Linked DNA regions of Mus musculus: all the other regions are linked to region 1. The links are chromatin contacts, called in public HiCAR-type, Micro-C and promoter capture Hi-C maps. All regions are on one chromosome and are shown on one strand. Each heading gives the region's core, a stretch centred on a gene start, on an enhancer-like site or on the middle of the called end of the contact. The rest is flanking DNA. Distances are from core to core; before and after follow the strand shown.

The links. Promoter capture Hi-C pulls out the DNA fragments that hold promoters and counts their contacts. A called contact is a pair of places that touch in the nucleus more often than the background predicts. HiCAR-type assays count read pairs that join an accessible place to other places.
Region 2: a promoter capture Hi-C map of hippocampal neurons shows a contact between it and region 1, with 6 times the contacts expected there. The contact joins the enhancer-like site here to the promoter of Zxdc in region 1. A contact is called at or near these places in 2 of 39 promoter capture datasets (cranial neural crest and hippocampal neurons), 2 of 115 datasets of contacts at active chromatin or transcription factors (astrocytes and trophoblast stem cells) and 1 of 9 other capture datasets (embryonic stem cells).
Region 3: a contact with region 1 is called in a promoter capture Hi-C map of pre-B cells, with 2.8 times the contacts expected there. The contact joins the promoter of Abtb1 here to the promoter of Zxdc in region 1. A contact is called at or near these places in 1 of 39 promoter capture datasets (pre-B cells) and 1 of 484 Hi-C or Micro-C datasets (CD4 T cells).
Region 4: a Micro-C map of embryonic stem cells shows a contact between it and region 1, with 1.8 times the contacts expected there. The contact joins the promoter of Plxna1 here to the promoter of Zxdc in region 1. A contact is called at or near these places in 3 of 39 promoter capture datasets (hippocampal neurons, liver and pre-B cells), 2 of 484 Hi-C or Micro-C datasets (both in embryonic stem cells) and 1 of 115 datasets of contacts at active chromatin or transcription factors (astrocytes).
Region 5: a contact with region 1 is called in a HiCAR-type map of astrocytes, with 4 times the contacts expected there. The contact joins the promoter of 4930512J16Rik here to the promoter of Zxdc in region 1. A contact is called at or near these places in 1 of 39 promoter capture datasets (hippocampal neurons), 1 of 484 Hi-C or Micro-C datasets (colorectal tumor organoids) and 2 of 115 datasets of contacts at active chromatin or transcription factors (astrocytes and pancreatic cancer cells).

Annotation. Positions count from the first base shown.
Region 1 is chr6:90,367,929-90,370,839 of GRCm38.p6, reverse strand. Zxdc (ZXD family zinc finger C) reads right to left here and starts at 1,346. Exons shown (of 10, transcript NM_173002.3): 1 at 272-1,346. The coding sequence starts at 1,181.
Region 2 is chr6:88,923,862-88,927,043 of GRCm38.p6, reverse strand. No RefSeq gene overlaps it. Among named protein-coding and RNA genes, the nearest start is that of Gm36268, 8.4 kb to the right of the region's middle. Within about 2 kb of position 1,888, at least 227 of the 459 cell types and tissues checked have an H3K27ac peak or open chromatin away from gene starts, as enhancers often do. A contact at or near this core is called in astrocytes, where this site is marked.
Region 3 is chr6:88,840,548-88,843,448 of GRCm38.p6, reverse strand. It overlaps Abtb1 (ankyrin repeat and BTB (POZ) domain containing 1), which reads left to right and starts at 1,514. Exons shown (of 12, transcript NM_030251.3): 1 at 1,514-1,680; 2 at 2,549-2,611; 3 at 2,684-2,739. The coding sequence starts at 1,625. Podxl2 (podocalyxin-like 2) reads left to right here. Exons shown (of 8, transcript NM_001347327.2): 8 at 473-892. The coding sequence ends at 682. It overlaps Gm15612 (predicted gene 15612), which reads right to left and starts at 595. Exons shown (of 3, transcript NR_045880.1): 1 at 353-595.
Region 4 is chr6:89,361,219-89,364,432 of GRCm38.p6, reverse strand. Plxna1 (plexin A1) reads left to right here and starts at 1,820. Exons shown (of 32, transcript NM_008881.2): 1 at 1,820-2,026. It overlaps Gm40415, which reads right to left and starts at 3,078. Exons shown (of 2, transcript XM_017321867.2): 1 at 3,035-3,078; 2 at 1,842-2,848. The coding sequence starts at 2,689. The coding sequence ends at 2,255.
Region 5 is chr6:89,284,233-89,287,417 of GRCm38.p6, reverse strand. 4930512J16Rik (RIKEN cDNA 4930512J16 gene) reads left to right here and starts at 1,693. Exons shown (of 4, transcript NR_131021.1): 1 at 1,693-2,772.

The DNA.
Region 1 (2,911 bases), core at 97-2,596:
GCATCTTAACAAAGGTTTGTACCCTCCCCACGGATAGCTGCGATTGTGCATGCCACTTGGCTGTAGGAACCCAGAGCTTCATATCTAAGTACCTGAAAGGGACTTCAAAACAAACACGGGAGTGTTTTTGCCTTATTCTCATTTAGATCAGGGCGCGTAACGCCTCCACCCCGACCTCCGCAAACCCTGCCCAAACAAGCGACAGTTTGGCCCTTGGGTCCAGACCCCGCCGGGTCCCGCCCGCCCCGGCAGGTCCGCGTCTCCAGCTTACCGGGGAAATCACACTTGTAAGGCCGCTCGGGCTCGAAGTGGCTGCGCTGGTGGGAGTTGAGCTTGGCGTGTGTGGGGAAGCGCTCGGCGCACACCTCGCACTTGAACAAGCTCTCCTGCTCGTGGCCCTTCATGTGCGCCTTGAGGTTGTAGACGGTGGTGAACTTCTTGCCGCAGCCGCCCACCGGGCAGCTAAAGGGACGCAGCTTGTCATGCGACTGCAGGTGCCGTTTGAGCTTGTAGGAGGTGGTGAAGGCCCAGCCGCAGCCATCCAGCGGGCACTTGAAGGGCCGCCGGCCCTGGAGGCTGCCGTGCGTCAGCAGGTGCACCTTCAACTGGTGCTTCTTGGCGAAGCTCAGCGCGCACTGCGGCTCCGGACAGCGGTAGGCCGGGGAGCCAGCGCTAGCGGCCACCGGCCCGCGGCGGGACGCAGCAGCGCTCGAGGGCTCCAGGCCCGGGGTGGTCGCGGGATGCAGGCTCGGGGCGGCTGGCGCGGGCGCCGCAGCCAGCGTGAAGACGCCGCGGTCGAAGCGCACCAGGAGGTCCTGGTTGTGGATGGTGACCGTGCCTGCCAGAGCTGCGCCGGGGGCGGCGGCCGGGACCTGTTCCGTGGGGCTCGCGCCCGAATCGGGCTCGGCCTCCTCCTGACCATGGGTGTCGGCCGCGCGCGGCACTTCCAGCAGTACCACGAAGGAGTCGCCGCCGTCCTCCGGGGGCGGCGGGCTGGGCCCCGGGGCCTCCTCTGGACGCGGCCCGGGCCCGCCATCTTCCGGGCCCCTCAGCAGCAGCAGGCGACGGCGCCCGGGACCGGCACCGAGGGACGGCCCCGCGCCGCGGCGAAGTCGGCTCGGGCCACCGCCATGTTGGTCTCCGCGCGTGGCCGGGGCGGCCAGCACCGCCGGGAGGTCCATCTTAGGCCCAGCTGAGGCGTCCGAACCGCAGCCACCGGAGAAGAGCTGCCCAGCCCTGCCAGGCATGCGCGCGACACCTAGGGTCCGCCCCCCGGGAGCCTCTGTCAAAGCTGAGCTTAGACTACAGCCCAGAGTCGCATCTCGAGCTGCGCGTGCGCAGGAGCCGTGGGCGTGGGCGTGGCGCGCGAGGGCTGTCGGGACTGTAGTCACGAGGAAGCCCAGGGGCTGGAGCAGGGGCGGAGCCTCCAACTTGTCTTGTGCTTGGAGTCCCAACTTGGAAAAAGAGGGTCTTCAGATTTGGGCTCCTACTTTTGCATCTGGGTAGCGCAAAGGAATGAAAACTGATTGCGTTTCTTAAGAGTTCCTGTGCCCTCTGTACTTTGAAAATACGAGCTAATTCAACCTGTGATTGCCAAGTGTAAGGAAACAAGTCAAGTTTACCTGTGGCCACATGATCCAGAACTGACACTCAGGCTTTGAACCTCTCCACTTTGCTTGTCATCTCTCTATGACCTCGCCGAAGAGCGCGTCTATCTGCTGCTACTGTGCCACCGACCTGATTTGCCCTGTAGCAGGTCCTGATGGGATCCCTACCTAAACCACTAAAGACATTCCGTGTTTCCTTGATATATGTCTGCCTTCTAAGTTGCTGGTTGTTCCCTGAATTCCACAATCCCCCTTGTCTCATACGGATTCATCTGGAATCACACCACTCCTGTCATCACCACTCAAATTCAAACTTATTTCACTCCTAGGTTCTCAAATAGCTAAGGAACCTGTCTTCCGCTCCACCTTTACCCAACTGTCTCCCCGCCCCCACCCATTCCAGTCCTTTCTGCCTCCAGCCTGTTTTCTGTAGGTCAGGCTTTAGTCTTCTGAAAGTTCAAATACTATTAAAACTTTGCCAACCTGCCATTTGCACCTACACTGGTTTACCCCCATTTCCCACCAATTTGCCCCTTAAAATGCAAGGGTATCTCCCTCCCCCTGTGTCTCCCTGAAGAGGGATGGAAATATGTCTACACAAAAACTACTTGCATGCTTATAGTAATCTTTGTTACAACAACTCGCCAGGGGAAACAATGCAAGTGTTCATTGTCAGATGAATATATATTCATACAGTGGAATATTTTTGAGCAATTACAGAGTTTTGCAAGTTATGTCATGACCAAACCTATGAAAAATATTTCAGCCACAAAAGAGAATGTGCTATAATGCCATTTATATGAAATGTCTAGAAGAGCTAAGTTATACAGACAGTAGATTAGTGGGAGATGGGGAATTAGGGCTAGCCTCTAATAGGGATGGGTTCTCCAAGGAGCAAAAGTTTTTGGCATTAAAAGTGTTGATTGAACAGCACATCTGATATACAAAAGCTACTGACAACAAATGACAGCAATGACACGTCTGTATGCTTCTATTAAAAATACATTTAAAAAATGAGCACAGAAATAGCACATCTGTTTGTGAAAAACCTTACCTGTCTGTATATGTGCTTATGCACTCTGTGATGGTTTGGATATGCTCGAGCCAGGAAGTGGCACTATTAGAAGGTATTGGAGTAGGTGTGTCACTGTGGGTGTGGGCTATAAGACCCTCCTCCTAGCTGCCTGGAAGTCAGTATTCTGCTAGCAGTCTTCAGATGAAGATGTAGAACTCTCTGCTCCACCTGTACCATGCCTGCCTGGATGCTGCCATGTTCCTGCCTTGTTGATAATAGACTGAAGCTC
Region 2 (3,182 bases), core at 639-3,138, 1.4 Mb after region 1:
GGAGCTAGGGCATTGTCTCCTTGGAACTGCTGACAACACCCTGCCCAGGAGCTGGTGTTACATAAGCTCTGCTATGTCACAGGAAGAGGGCCTCTGGCTGGGGAGGGCTGTGAGTACCCAGTGCAGCAGTATGCCCCAGACTGCACTGGGAAGCCTCTGGGCTGGCTGTCCAACCTTCACTGGACTACCTCTAAGAACAGGAGACTCACCCTGTTACAGGGAGGGGAAGCTAGAGCTGGAGGTCAGGACTCACACCCAGGGAGTAGACCCACCTCCCTGCTCCACAGTATCCTGGGAGTCCAGCCACCCTAGCCTTCAGCAAACGCCATGAAGACCCATGGCCAGGAGTCTGGGGATGTCCACTACTGTGCTGAATAACACTGGCAGTTCCCTTTCCACTCTGAGTCAATGCAGGTAACCTGTCCTCCTTCAAAGAGGACTATCCCAGCACACACAGACAAGACCAGCCTCCTCTAACTCTTCCTGGACTCCGTAGTTTAGTCCTAACATTTGGTTTTGCCTAAACTGGCATTCTGGGTATGTTGGGAAGCAACTCTGCCTGTATCTTCTCTCCTTTATGGCCTTAGTCTCCACTGCCTCCCCAGCTAACAATAGCCTCTTTACATCACCCCCCCCCCTTCTCATCCAGGCTATTTATTTGCCTGTTATCTGTGATTTCTAGTAGAACACAGCCCAGAGGACAGGGGCCCTGTCTATTCTATACACCACCAGAGCCTAGAGCACTGACTGGCACATAGTAGGTATTTAGTAAATGTCTGCATGAATGAGCAACTGCAGATTGGGAGCAGCAGGCTGGAAGAGGGCTGCTGCACACAGGGCCAAAGTCAGGGTCTGGCCATGAGCCCTGCTTTGAGCGGCATCCAGTCAGGCAGGTCCCATGCACTGTCAAGCCCCTGCCTTTGTGCCCCTTCCCCTCCCATCAGTCTCCTCAGGCAGGGAAGAGGCCAAGAGGTCATGGGTCTCCTAGAGACACACTGGGGGGCAGGGGGAGGGTCTCTATTCAATAGGAAGCATTGTGACACCTAATCACTCTGTTCCTGGTGGAGGGTGTCACAGGGGTGATTCTCAGTAGCCTCAGTAGCCTAACAGAAAATTAGCATGGCAGCCAGCAAGAACAAAGAGGCAGATCCCTCCCCCCCCCCAGGGGGCCCTGCTCACAGCCAAGCTCTCCCTCACAGTATCCCAGCCCTTTAAGCCTAGCCTCTCACAGGCCTTAGACAGAGGAGGCCCTGAGAACTCTCACAGATGCAGGTGCTCTGACAAACGCGTGGAGGAAATGAGCAGGTGCTCAGCAGCCCTGTGGATGGGCCCCTCTGTATGGAGCTCTCCTGCGCATGCCTGTGCTGTCTGGTCTTTTGTTTTTAATGTAGACTTTGCAAGAGAGGACACACAGAACTTGGAATAATGGGTCTGTAGTAGAAAGGATCCCTTTCCACACCTGGCTCCCACCCTGCCCCCAAGATAAGCACGCCCACTGAATCCTTGCAAGATTTCTTTATGCATATAGAGAGATGTGGACATAAGGACAGATGGACACACACACACACATGCACTCTAAGCTTGGCTCTGCCTGTTATACCTCTCCATTACACTCCGTCTGGAGTCTCTTCTTCATCAGAATGTATCTTGAACCCCTGTGGCTCTCCTGAAAGCCTGTGTGTCACTTCACAGTGAATCCCCTCTTGTTGGACATTAAGGGTACTTCCAGCTCTCTGCTTTAGCAGATGATATCTTGATATGCCAATCTTTACACATTCCTCCCTCTGCAAGCTGCTTTTCTTTTTTGCTCAATAATAAATGATGCTTATCTTCCCGGGTAAACAGCCCTGCCAGTCCTTTGAGAGCTGAATAGCATGCCATTGTGCTTTCTAGCCAAAGCAGATGTAACCACTCCCTCACTGGAGTCTAGACTGTTGCCAGCATTTTGTTATTACAGGCTGCTCTGCAGGGACATTCCTTCAAGCTAAGCCTTGGCACATGTCCTTAATTCTCTCCTCGGCCACGTGCCCAGAGATGGAATTTATAGGTCAAAGGGTGTGGTTTTTTTTTCTTTTATCTTTTTTTGGTGCCACATTTTAAAATCCTTTGAAGTGTGTGTGTGTGTGTCTGTGTGTGTCTGTGTGTGTCTGTGTCTGTGTGTCTGAGTGTTTTGTATTTTCTTTTAGGCTAGAGGTTCCTGGAGGTGCCCTCAAAGCTTTCCTGTGGTTTTGCATAATGGGCTCTGTATGCTTTCTCTCCCTCCCTCTAAAATTGCTCAGCCATCGTCTGCGCCTGCCTCATGGGTGGGAGCAGACTAAGTCTTTCCCCAGCCTGGAAGCTTTTTCCCCTGAGCAAAATGTGGGAGGAGCTGTAGCTCACTGGAGTTCCTGTGTGACCTGGGCAGCCAGGGAAAGCAGGGTGTGGTGGTGTGTCCATAGCCACAGCTGCTCCTGCTCTGAGGTTGAGTTGGCCTGAGACCTGGGACAAACATCTCACCACTAGGAAGCATTACCCAGACTCAAGCAGAGGAGCCTGAGTTCCAGGCCAGCCTGGTCTACAAAGGGAACTCCTGGCAAGCCAGTGCAACATAGTGAGCAAAGAAATGAACAAAAACAAAATCCAGAGCTCAGTGATCAAGGCATCAGGGCAGTAAAGACTGAAGATGCTGAAGATGAGCCAACTCTTCACCAATGGGCCTGACTTGATACCTTGGCCATCAGGAACATTACTAGGCCCACTGGCCAGGCAGGGCCTGAGGATTGGGTGTCCCCTATCAGTGTCACTGCCTGCCATGGGCTGGAAGTGTTGGAGCCATTGGAAGAAAAGGTTCACCTTCTCCCTGCACTCTCTGGCCTTCCAGCCTGCTTGGGTGTTCTATGCTCAAACACAGATTCCCTTTGGCCAAAGGCAGGATAAGACTGAAATGGTTGGGCCAATGACACTGTGGCAACTCCCTAGCCACCAGGTGGACAGCTACAATGGTTCTGAGAAGCCTGAGACAGAGGAGGAGACCCCACTAACCCTCGAGTGCTGGGATGGTGCTGGGCACTGTTAAAAATCACTATTATTGTTAATTATAAATTCTCTAGGTTCTTACTGTAAGCACACCCCTCTGATGTTCATGTTCCTGCAAATAAACAAAGACACTAGGGGGGAGAAGAGCAATTTGACTCCCTAATTAG
Region 3 (2,901 bases), core at 265-2,764, 1.5 Mb after region 1:
TGCTACCCAAGAGCCTCACCTAGAAACCTGTACCAACTCAGTTGTGCTCAGTGCCACCATCTACCCTCTCTGAGCCTGGTCTTCGAGGAGATACACAGTGAGGGGGAGTTAAGTCTCACCAAGGGATCCCTCCTCTCCTCCAGCTCTTCCTAACCCCAGTGCCCCATTCTGCAAGGCTTGAGAGCAGCTGCTCCCCTCAGTCCTAGAAGCCAAAGGCTCCTGCAACCTGCACAAGAGAAAGGGGGCAGGCCCTGCACATTCTGCCCTATCTCGTATGCTTTGAGTGGGCTGTCTCATGTATAATGCGCTGTTGGAAGGGATCAAGTGACACCAAGGGGGTCACAGGGTTTACCTGCAGAGGTTTAGGTTTGAGTTGCAGGCACTTGTATCCTGGGCCCCAAGGGAGTAGTACCCTGGGGGCTTGGCGTGGCCAACCACTGTGCGCGCCTAGCGCTCTCTCCTGCTGCTGCAGTCGCACGGTGAGGAGCTGCGCTTCGTGGAGAACGGCTGCCACGACAATCCCACGCTGGACGTGGCCAGCGACAGCCAGTCGGAGATGCAGGAGAAGCAGCCCAGCCTGAACGGTGGGGCCATCAACGGCCCGAGCAGCTGGAGCGCGCTCATGGGCAGCAAACGCGACCCTGAGGACTCGGACGTGTTCGAGGAGGACACTCACCTGTGAGCGCCGGGCCACGGGCGCGAGACTGCCCGACGCCACGGCCCCGCGCCCCTCCCGGTCCTCCACGCGGACCACTATGCTTCCCCACCGCAGCAGGCGACCGCGGCGCAGCTCCCACCCCGCCCTGCCCGGCCCCGAGCGCTTGCCCGAGGCCAGCGCGCTCCCCGCGCCAGGACTCCATTAAAGCCGCTAAGACGCGCGGGCCGCTCCGCCTCCACGCCTGTTTTTTGCCTTCCGAGGGCTGCACTCCGGGGAGTGGGTGGGATGGGCCTGGAGGAGTAGGTGGGGCAAGGGAGGCTGGCTGGGCGTGGCCAAGGACGGGTGGGCTGGGAATTTCATGGAGTTTGTGGGCGTGGTTAGGGATATGTGGGCGGAGGGTAGGGAGTATAAGGTCATCTGGGTGGAACCAGGCCGGGTGGGCTGAGCCTGAAGTAGGCTGGGAAAAGTCCTGGTGGGCGAGGCCTCGGCCTGATGTGCGGGACCTGAACCGAGCTAGACTCAGGACTGACAAGCGTTCCAAGCCTGTGGGAGGTGCTGTTTTCAGAACGGATCCCAAGAAATGTGGGCGGGGCCTGCAGCGAACTGCTCTTCCGGTGAAGCTCTTCTGAGGAGGCGGGGTCTTGGTAGTGAGCTATTCTTCGGGCGAGTGGGCGGAACCTGGGGGAATTGAGTTGTCCTCTAGACGGGTGGGCGGGGTGAAGGCTAGAAGTCCCCAGAGGCTAAGTGGGCGTGGTTAAGGTTACTGGGTGCGGCCTTGGGGAGCGGCCTTCTGGATGCGAGGGCGGGGTTCGGGCCGGACGGTCCTCCGGGCGGCAGGCGCCGCTGCGGAGTCGCAGGCGGGCATAGCTAGGCCGTGCCGCGAGGGGCGGGGCGGTGAGTGTTTACATCCGGCCGGGCACAGACGACTCCCGAGATCACTCGGCCGGGGGTCCAGTCTCTTTCGCCATGGATACCAGCGACTTGTTTGCCAGCTGCAGGAAAGGGGACGTGGGCCGTGTGCGGTGAGAACCTGAAGTGCAGGAGGCGGGCAGGCGTCCGCAGGGCTTATCGGGCACGGGTGTGGGGTTGGGCGCCGTGGGGCTCCCGAAGCTGACCGAGTCAGGGAGATCGGGCTCTAGGTCCCTTACTTAGCTCGGTGCAGGGAAACGACTCCTCTCCGTGGAGGTTCCAAGAGGCGCAGGCGCCGCTGGTGCAGCCAGTTACCAGCCTGGCGCCGAGACCGTGATCTCCGTGGGCAGGCAGGGAAGAGAAGGATCCTGACCCTTTTCTTTGATAGACTCCTTTCTCCCATGGCCCTTCCTTCCAAGTCCCCTGGTCCTCAACAGATGTGACCAAGCTGCAGCTCTCTCCGACACCAGATGCCACCTCAGAGTTAATGATCCGTCCCTCAATTTGAATGCAGCTCTGAGAGTTCAGGTCTTGCCTCAGATAGCCTCCTTGGGCTGCCATGTCCCAGTGATCGCTTTCTGGTTCATGACCTCTTCTCCTCAACATTTTATCAATTGTTTTTTCCACTTCTTCCATAGATCTGTTCTGTTCCCCTCCTTCCCCGCCCCCAGTGCCTGCATCAGCTTTCTTCTGACTTCCCTGCCATTGGCTCCCCAGGCTGAATTAGGGGCCCCATCACCTTCTCTCTCCCAGATATTAAAAGACCAAATTCTCAGCCTTCTGAACCTGGGGCTTGGCCTCTGTCCATGAAGCCATCACCCAACTCACAGTTGCAGACCCTTGCAGACCTGTGTAGTCCCAGGCCTTACCCTTCTCAGAGGCATTCCCTAGCCCAGAGAGATGTGGCCTCCTTCCCCTTCCTGGTTGTCTCTCTCCCAGATGAGAAGCAATTCTGACCCAGGCTTTGAACTTCCTGCCCAGGTACCTGCTGGAGCAGCGAGACGTGGAGGTGAACGTGCGGGATAAGTGGGACAGCACCCCTTTGTGAGTGTGAGCGGTGGGGTAGCTGGGTGGGCAGGGTGGGCCTACCCTACTGACAGCTTCCCCCTTTCCTAGGTACTATGCCTGCCTCTGTGGGCATGAGGAGTTGGTGCGCTACCTGTTGGCTAATGGTGAGAGAGGGTCAGGGTCTGCCTGTAAGCTCTGAGACCTTGCTCCATGTTTGTATGCACCCTTGATTTCTTGTTAACTCCCTAAAGTCAACACATAGTACTCTCTAACCCTCTATCCACTTTCTCACGTTACCCTTGACACCCAGGCCAGTTCTGGGGCTG
Region 4 (3,214 bases), core at 571-3,070, 1.0 Mb after region 1:
AAAAGAGCTGAGACATCAGTGGAGGCACAGTGCAGCTGAGAGGGATCAGTGGAACTACTAACTGATCCAAAGCAATAGCCCCTAGCTGGATTTCCTCCAGAAAAAGGTTTTCGGAGGTCACCTATCCCCTCCTGTGGGATGGTAGCCGTGTTTGTGTAGATTCTTTGGCGTTCTTCATGTATTCTGGATACCTATCCGCTGTGTGTGGGTCACAAAACAGGAAGAGCCTTGAGCACCTGCCTAGCTGTACTTCAGAAGACAGGTTGGCAAAGGCAGGTGTGAGCAGAGGCAGTCAGCCTCTGAAGCTAAGGAGCAGAGGCAACTCAGGGAACAGCTGGACAGGCACAACCCCAGTCTGCCTGTAACCTCCCCAAAGCGTTGCAAGTGGATTACCAAATCTGTGAGGCAGGTAAGGCTGTGGACTGGAAAGCAGAGCCAACTATTGGAAGCAGACAGGTGTGCAACTAGGAAGCCCACAGTTTGAACTGCACCTCTGGGCCAGACTCCAGGCTCTGCCACCAACCAGCGAGGGAGCTTGGGCAGGTCACAGGGCCTGCGCAGTCTGTCTACCCGGTTTGTACAGCACAGCAGAGATTTGTACATTCAGTATGTAGTGCCTGTGGAGTCCGACGGTAAGTGTAACTGTGGAAGAAGGGTCTCACCGCCATTCAGAAGCAAAAAGAACCAGCACCAACTTTCAGCCTGGCAAAATCAAACCATTACCTTTCCCACTGTTGCTGACACTTCTCCATCACGTGGAGGGGTGGGGTTTCACTTGGGGGAAAACCAAGTTTGCATCGTCTGTTGAAGCTAAAGACCAAGGTCTAGAGCAGGGGGCTCCAGTCCAGTAGCAGAAGAGAGGGTTAACTATCCAGAATAGCCTGTGCCACACAGTGAGAGCAAAGACTGACCACAGGACCCTGCATTCCTATCAGAGAGGAAGGCGGGACACCATTTCTATAGCATCCTCAAACAAGCTACACAAAAGAATATGTCATTCAGGGAGACAAAATGTAAACGGTCACACCCAAAGAAAAACCAGGCAAGGATGAGCACAGGGAAAGAGGGTGATGACTGCTTGGGAGACGAGTACGGACAATGGTCCTTACCGAATGAGCTGCACTGGGTCCCCCAGGCTGTGCCCAGTCAGCCTTCGCCCCTCCCACGACCACCTTTTCTGACTGCTCTGTTCTGTTCTGCGCACAGCTGCCTGCTTTGGTCTGGATGCCTTGCACTGGGTGACCTTATTGAGAAAGGTTCTCTACCCGACCGAGACCTGGCGCAATCCAGCTCTGCAGGCCAGCCCCGCGCCCGCGATCGACCCGGCGAGGTCTCTATCCTGCTGGGGTAGTTCTAACACGCCCCGCTGCAGGACCGCGTACCGGACAGGACAGTCGTCCTCTGAGCTTAGGCATCCCGGCACGCGCCACCTCCTGGGGCCTGCGGGGTGCAGTGCCGGTCCCACCTAAGCGATCGTTGCGCAGGCAGAGATGAGCAATAGGACCAGGGCAAGTGCTTCCTCCGGACTCAGTTTACCCTTCCGTGCACGAAAGCTGTACTTCCAGCCTGTGCTCCTTAAAGAGTGCATCGACTCCTGGGACCACCCGGACCACCTCACCCACCCCCACCCCAGTCCAGAGTTTTAAGGCTGAGGTGGCCATCGCCCTTTGAAGGCAAGCGGTGGGGCCCGCCGCGCGCGCTCTCGCCGCGGGGCCGAGCGCCCCCTGCAGGCCATCGCGGGTCCCGCCCCGCCCCCGCCCCCGCCCCCGGCCCCGCCCCCCGGCTTCGGCCGGCGCATGCGCGCGGCACGGCGCTCCGCGGGGCGGCGAGAGCGAGGCCGGTCCGCAGCCGCGCGGAGCTCAGCGCCCCATTCATGCTGGGCAGCGGCGACGCAGCCACGCAGCGGAGCGGAGCCCGGGCGCGGCGGCCTCGGCCTGGGCGGCCTGCGCGGCGTGGGCGGCCCCGCAGAGGGGCGAGCGGCGGGGCGCAACGATGGCCAGCGGCGGGACGCGCCCGGGGTTGGCGGGTGAGTCGGGGCGCAACTTTCCCCGCGGGCGGCGGGAGGCTCGTCGCGGCCCGGGGTCCCGAGTGGCCGGGGGGCGCTGGCGGCGGCCAGGGGGGTGTGCGCGGGGACTGCGGCGCGCGTGTCCGCGGCTGGCGTGTCCTGCGGTTCCGGCCGGGCGCCCGCGTGTGTCCGGGCGCGGTCTCCGCTATGGGCTGCCGCGTCCCGGCGGGTCGCAGCACGTCCGGGGCCCTACGATCCGGGGGGGCGCAATGTCTGTGGCCGCAGTCGCGGTCCCTTCCTCCAGGCAGGAGAGAAAGTTTGCAGTGGCCCCGCGGGAAGGGCCCTGCGGGTGCCCATGTCGGCCCGTGTTGCGCCGGGTCGGACCGGGCCGCGGGTGGGGACGTGGGCCGCAGGCGAGCGCCGCGCTGGGCAGGCCCGGGCAGGGCCGCGGGATTCGGGGCAGGTCCCTGGCTGCGCCTCGGGCCGGCCTGAGGCAGTGGGGTGGAAGTTGCAAGGCTTCGTGGGGACCCCCGCCCCCTCCGGCTCCGGCGCGCGAGTGGGCGCCGCAGCCAGCCCAGGCCCGCAGGCCCTCCACCCGGCTGCAAGGGGCGGTGCGGTGCCACCGGAGAGGACGCCGGCTCGGGCCTCCTCGGCCTCCCCCTGCGCAGGGCCTCCACGGGTCATTCCTTCCCCGGAGGATTCCCCTCTTGCTTCCTGGACGGTCCCAGGCCTGGTGTACGGCGAGGACGGCGGCGGTGATGGGCTGACTCTGGCTGCTGTAGGGAAGGGCGAGTGTAGATTCCTGGGAGGCCCCCTCTGCCTGCAGAGATCCCAGGTGCTGCCCTGGAAGGATACAAGAGGGCTTCAGAGAGGCTACTAGGTGGCCGGAGCCCTCTCAGTCTCATCGGTGGGGTGCTGGGGCCACGCCCCTTGAAAGAAAGGGGTGTGTTGGGGGGGGATGGGAACGAACTGAGCCTCTGCCCCTCTGCCAGGCTCCTACCTCTGGCTCTGGCTCCTGGTGCTACCTACCTCTTCCAGCAGGTGCTGCGGGTCTTCAGTCCCATCAGGGTGGTGCTATCCTGTGCTTCTCCAGCCCTCCTAGAGCACCCCCAGTTTTCCAGCTCCATTGCTTGTTGGGGGTGAGCAGGAGGAGGTAGTGCTGCATTAGGCTGGCCAAGAGTCTGCTGGGTCGGGGAAGCACTCAGCCAG
Region 5 (3,185 bases), core at 444-2,943, 1.1 Mb after region 1:
GAGCTCCCGGCCAATGAGAAACCCAGTCTCACAAAACAAGGTAGATGGCACCTGAGGGACAACACCCAAGACTGACCTTTGACTTCGTCTCATGTGCACGTGCACATGCACATACACACACACACACACACATGTAACAGCCAGAATGTTTAACGTCTGTGGGTGTCTCTCATGACCTGCCCCTTAGACAGTGAAAGTGTAGGTAGTAAAGTGTGAATGAAGACTGCATGAAGGGGCGTGTGTTCTCTCTGCTGGTGCAGGAAGAGCTATGTATAGAAAAAGAAATGCATTTCTCCTGGTTTCAAGGCTGGGAAGTTCAAGGTTGGGAGCTATTTCTGCCTCATCCAGCTTTGGACAAGACAGCACACCAAAACCAGCTGTGTTAAAAATCCTGTCTTCCTGAGGCTAGAAACCCTCTGTCCTTAGCACCGCCCATTAAGCTCCACCCCTTACACTGTTGCCCTGGCAACTAAATCTCAAACTGAGAAGACAGAATGAGGTCATCTCAGAGTAAACTCAGTCTGGGGGCCTTGGGCAACACCACTGAGGGTGAGTGTCAGCTTGCCTCCCATCTGTCTGCTGATGGATAAAAGGCACTATGTCCTCCAGCCTGCTGAAAGGGTGTGTGTGTGTGTGTGTGTGTGTGTGTGTATTTATCTGCCTGTGTGTATGTGCATCATGTGCCCTTGGAGGCCAGAAGAGGGTATTGGTGTTGGATCCCCTGGCACTGGAGTTACAGTCAGCTGTAGGCTGCCATGTAAGTGCCAGGAACCAAACCAGGGTCTTCTACAAGAGCAGTCAGTGTTCTTAACTGCAGAACCATCTCTCTAGCCCCTAGACTGAGATTCTTGTCATCATGGAGGTTGCAGGATATGAGAGAAACATGCCATTGCTCTCCAACTATGAAGGCAAAGCTGAAGGAGAAAAGTTGCGCTGTGGAAGTCCCCAACATGAGGACCCTGCCCTCCTGCACAACTTGACCCAGCCCATGCGTTTGAGGAGGCCACTATGTCCCCAGGAGATGGAGCACTCAGGGCAGTGGGCGGGGAGGCCTCACCACCCTGGCCTCAGCCTTGGTTGGTATCTTTGATCCTGTCTCAGTTCTCTCTACACACACACACACACACACACACTCTCTCTCTCTCTCTCTCTCTCTCTCTCTCTCTCTCTCTCTCTCTCTCGCCCCTCATTATGTTCCACCTGGATTGGTGCTCACTTTGCAGTGGGAAAGGGGACGCTTCCCAGAGGGGGGTTGAAATGATGAGCAGGTAAAAGCCAGCCGCCAGGTCCCTCTTCCTCTTTTGATTTCAGCAGGAAGCCTGCCTCGCTTGCACGTGGCGGGGGCTGGGATCTCAGTGAAACCAGCACTTCTCAGACATCGGGAACAGCAGGGACCCGGCTCAAAGGAAGCAATCTGTGGATGCTGCCACCCAGGTGGGCCTGTGTGTAAGGGGGTGGGCCAGGGGTCACATTTCCAGGCCTCCCTCCTTTCTGAGAGGTTAGACTGGTGTGTGTATCGGGGAGCACTGTTGGGGACTAATGTCTAAATAGGAACAATGGCTCAACAGTGGTGGCCCAGACAAACTTGCAGATTGTATCCACTTGTGACCTCCAGTCACCTGTTCTGACCTTTGGAGTGAGCTGTGTGTAGGATACAGCCAGCCCTTGGGACCCAGCCCACATCACATGACCAAGAACTGAGTAGAATGTTCTGGTCAAAGCTAATCTGGACTGGACTGCTGGGATCTGGTCTGGCTTGATATAGTTTTATTTGGTTTGGGCTGGTCTAATTTGGTCTAGGTCTAGCCTATATTCATTTAAGCTGGCCTGGGCTTGTCTATTCTGGTCTAACTTCTGGGCTGGTCTAAGTTTTACTGGGCTAGTCTACTCTAGTATCGTCTGGTTTGGTCTAACCTGGCCCAGTTTGGTCTATTCTTGTATTGTCTAAGCTAGTCTAGTCTGGCCTACAGTAGTGTGATCTACCCTGATCTAATCTAGTCTAAACTATTCTGGTGTAGTTGGTTTGGTCTGGATTGGTTAAGTTAGTCTGGTCTGGCTTGTGCTGGTATGTTCTAGCCTGGTCTGGATTAGTCAAATCTAACCTGTTCTGTTCTGTTTAGTCTGTTTTGGCTTGGTTTATTCTTCTTTGGTCTGGTCTGTGCTGGTAGGGTCTAGCTGGGTCTGGTCTGATATGAGCTGGTCTTGGCTGGTTAATTCTGGTGAGTTCTAGCCTTGTCTGGATTGGTCTAAAGGGGGCTTATATGCTGTATTCTGGTGTTTTTCATCTAATCTGAGCTGTTCTGTTCTGGTATGATCCAGTTGGGGCTGGCACAAGCCGTTCATTGTTCACTAATTGTTTTCTCTAAGAGCAGCTCCTGAGCAAGGGACTGGATTTCAGAAGAACTAGATGTTCTACTAGCAAAAAGAGTTCCATTTGACAGGCCTGAAGAAGAGCTGCCATGAAGATATCAATGACAATGGAGATGCCACACCAGGAGAGGAACGAGAACGGCCTGCATGGGGACTGAATTCTTTCTTTCTCTGCACAGGACTAATTTTCCTTCCTTTGTTGTTACAGAAGGTGATTTTCTTACAGAGAAGCATCTGCTCTCACCCTTGTGGCACAGGTGGCCTTCTCCTGCCATCAAGTCCAGAGGAATGCATGCTGCCGGGGCTTAGCAGAACTTCCTCGTCCCTTCTATTCCTGTGGCAGTGGGCTCAGAGGACTCAGGCTGGGGAGTGAGAAACTCCCAGAATGAAGCCTCCTCACAGGTGAGAGAGCTAGAGAGGCCATATCTGCTTCTGCCTGGTAGGGAGGCTGCTGAAAACACTCGGGGCTCTCAGGAAAATCTCCATAGTACTCCTAGTATTTTAATATCCAACCAAGCTAGGTCTGGAAGTGCCCCCCCCCCCCAAATACATACTAAAGCTTAACTATAGGTTGATTTTTGTGCAGCTAACTTAATAAAATACCATACCTCCAGTAGTCATTCAATTAATTCTATCAAAGATAATTTAATCACTCTATGTTTTAGTTGTAAAATTTTATTTACTTTTCTTGTCTTATGGCACTGGCTTGAACTTCCAAGGCATCTTGGAACAATGGTGTCAGCAATATCTAACATACCTGACTCTTCTCTGAGTACAGTCAGTGGAAACTCTCCCACTGTGTTACATTAAGAGTG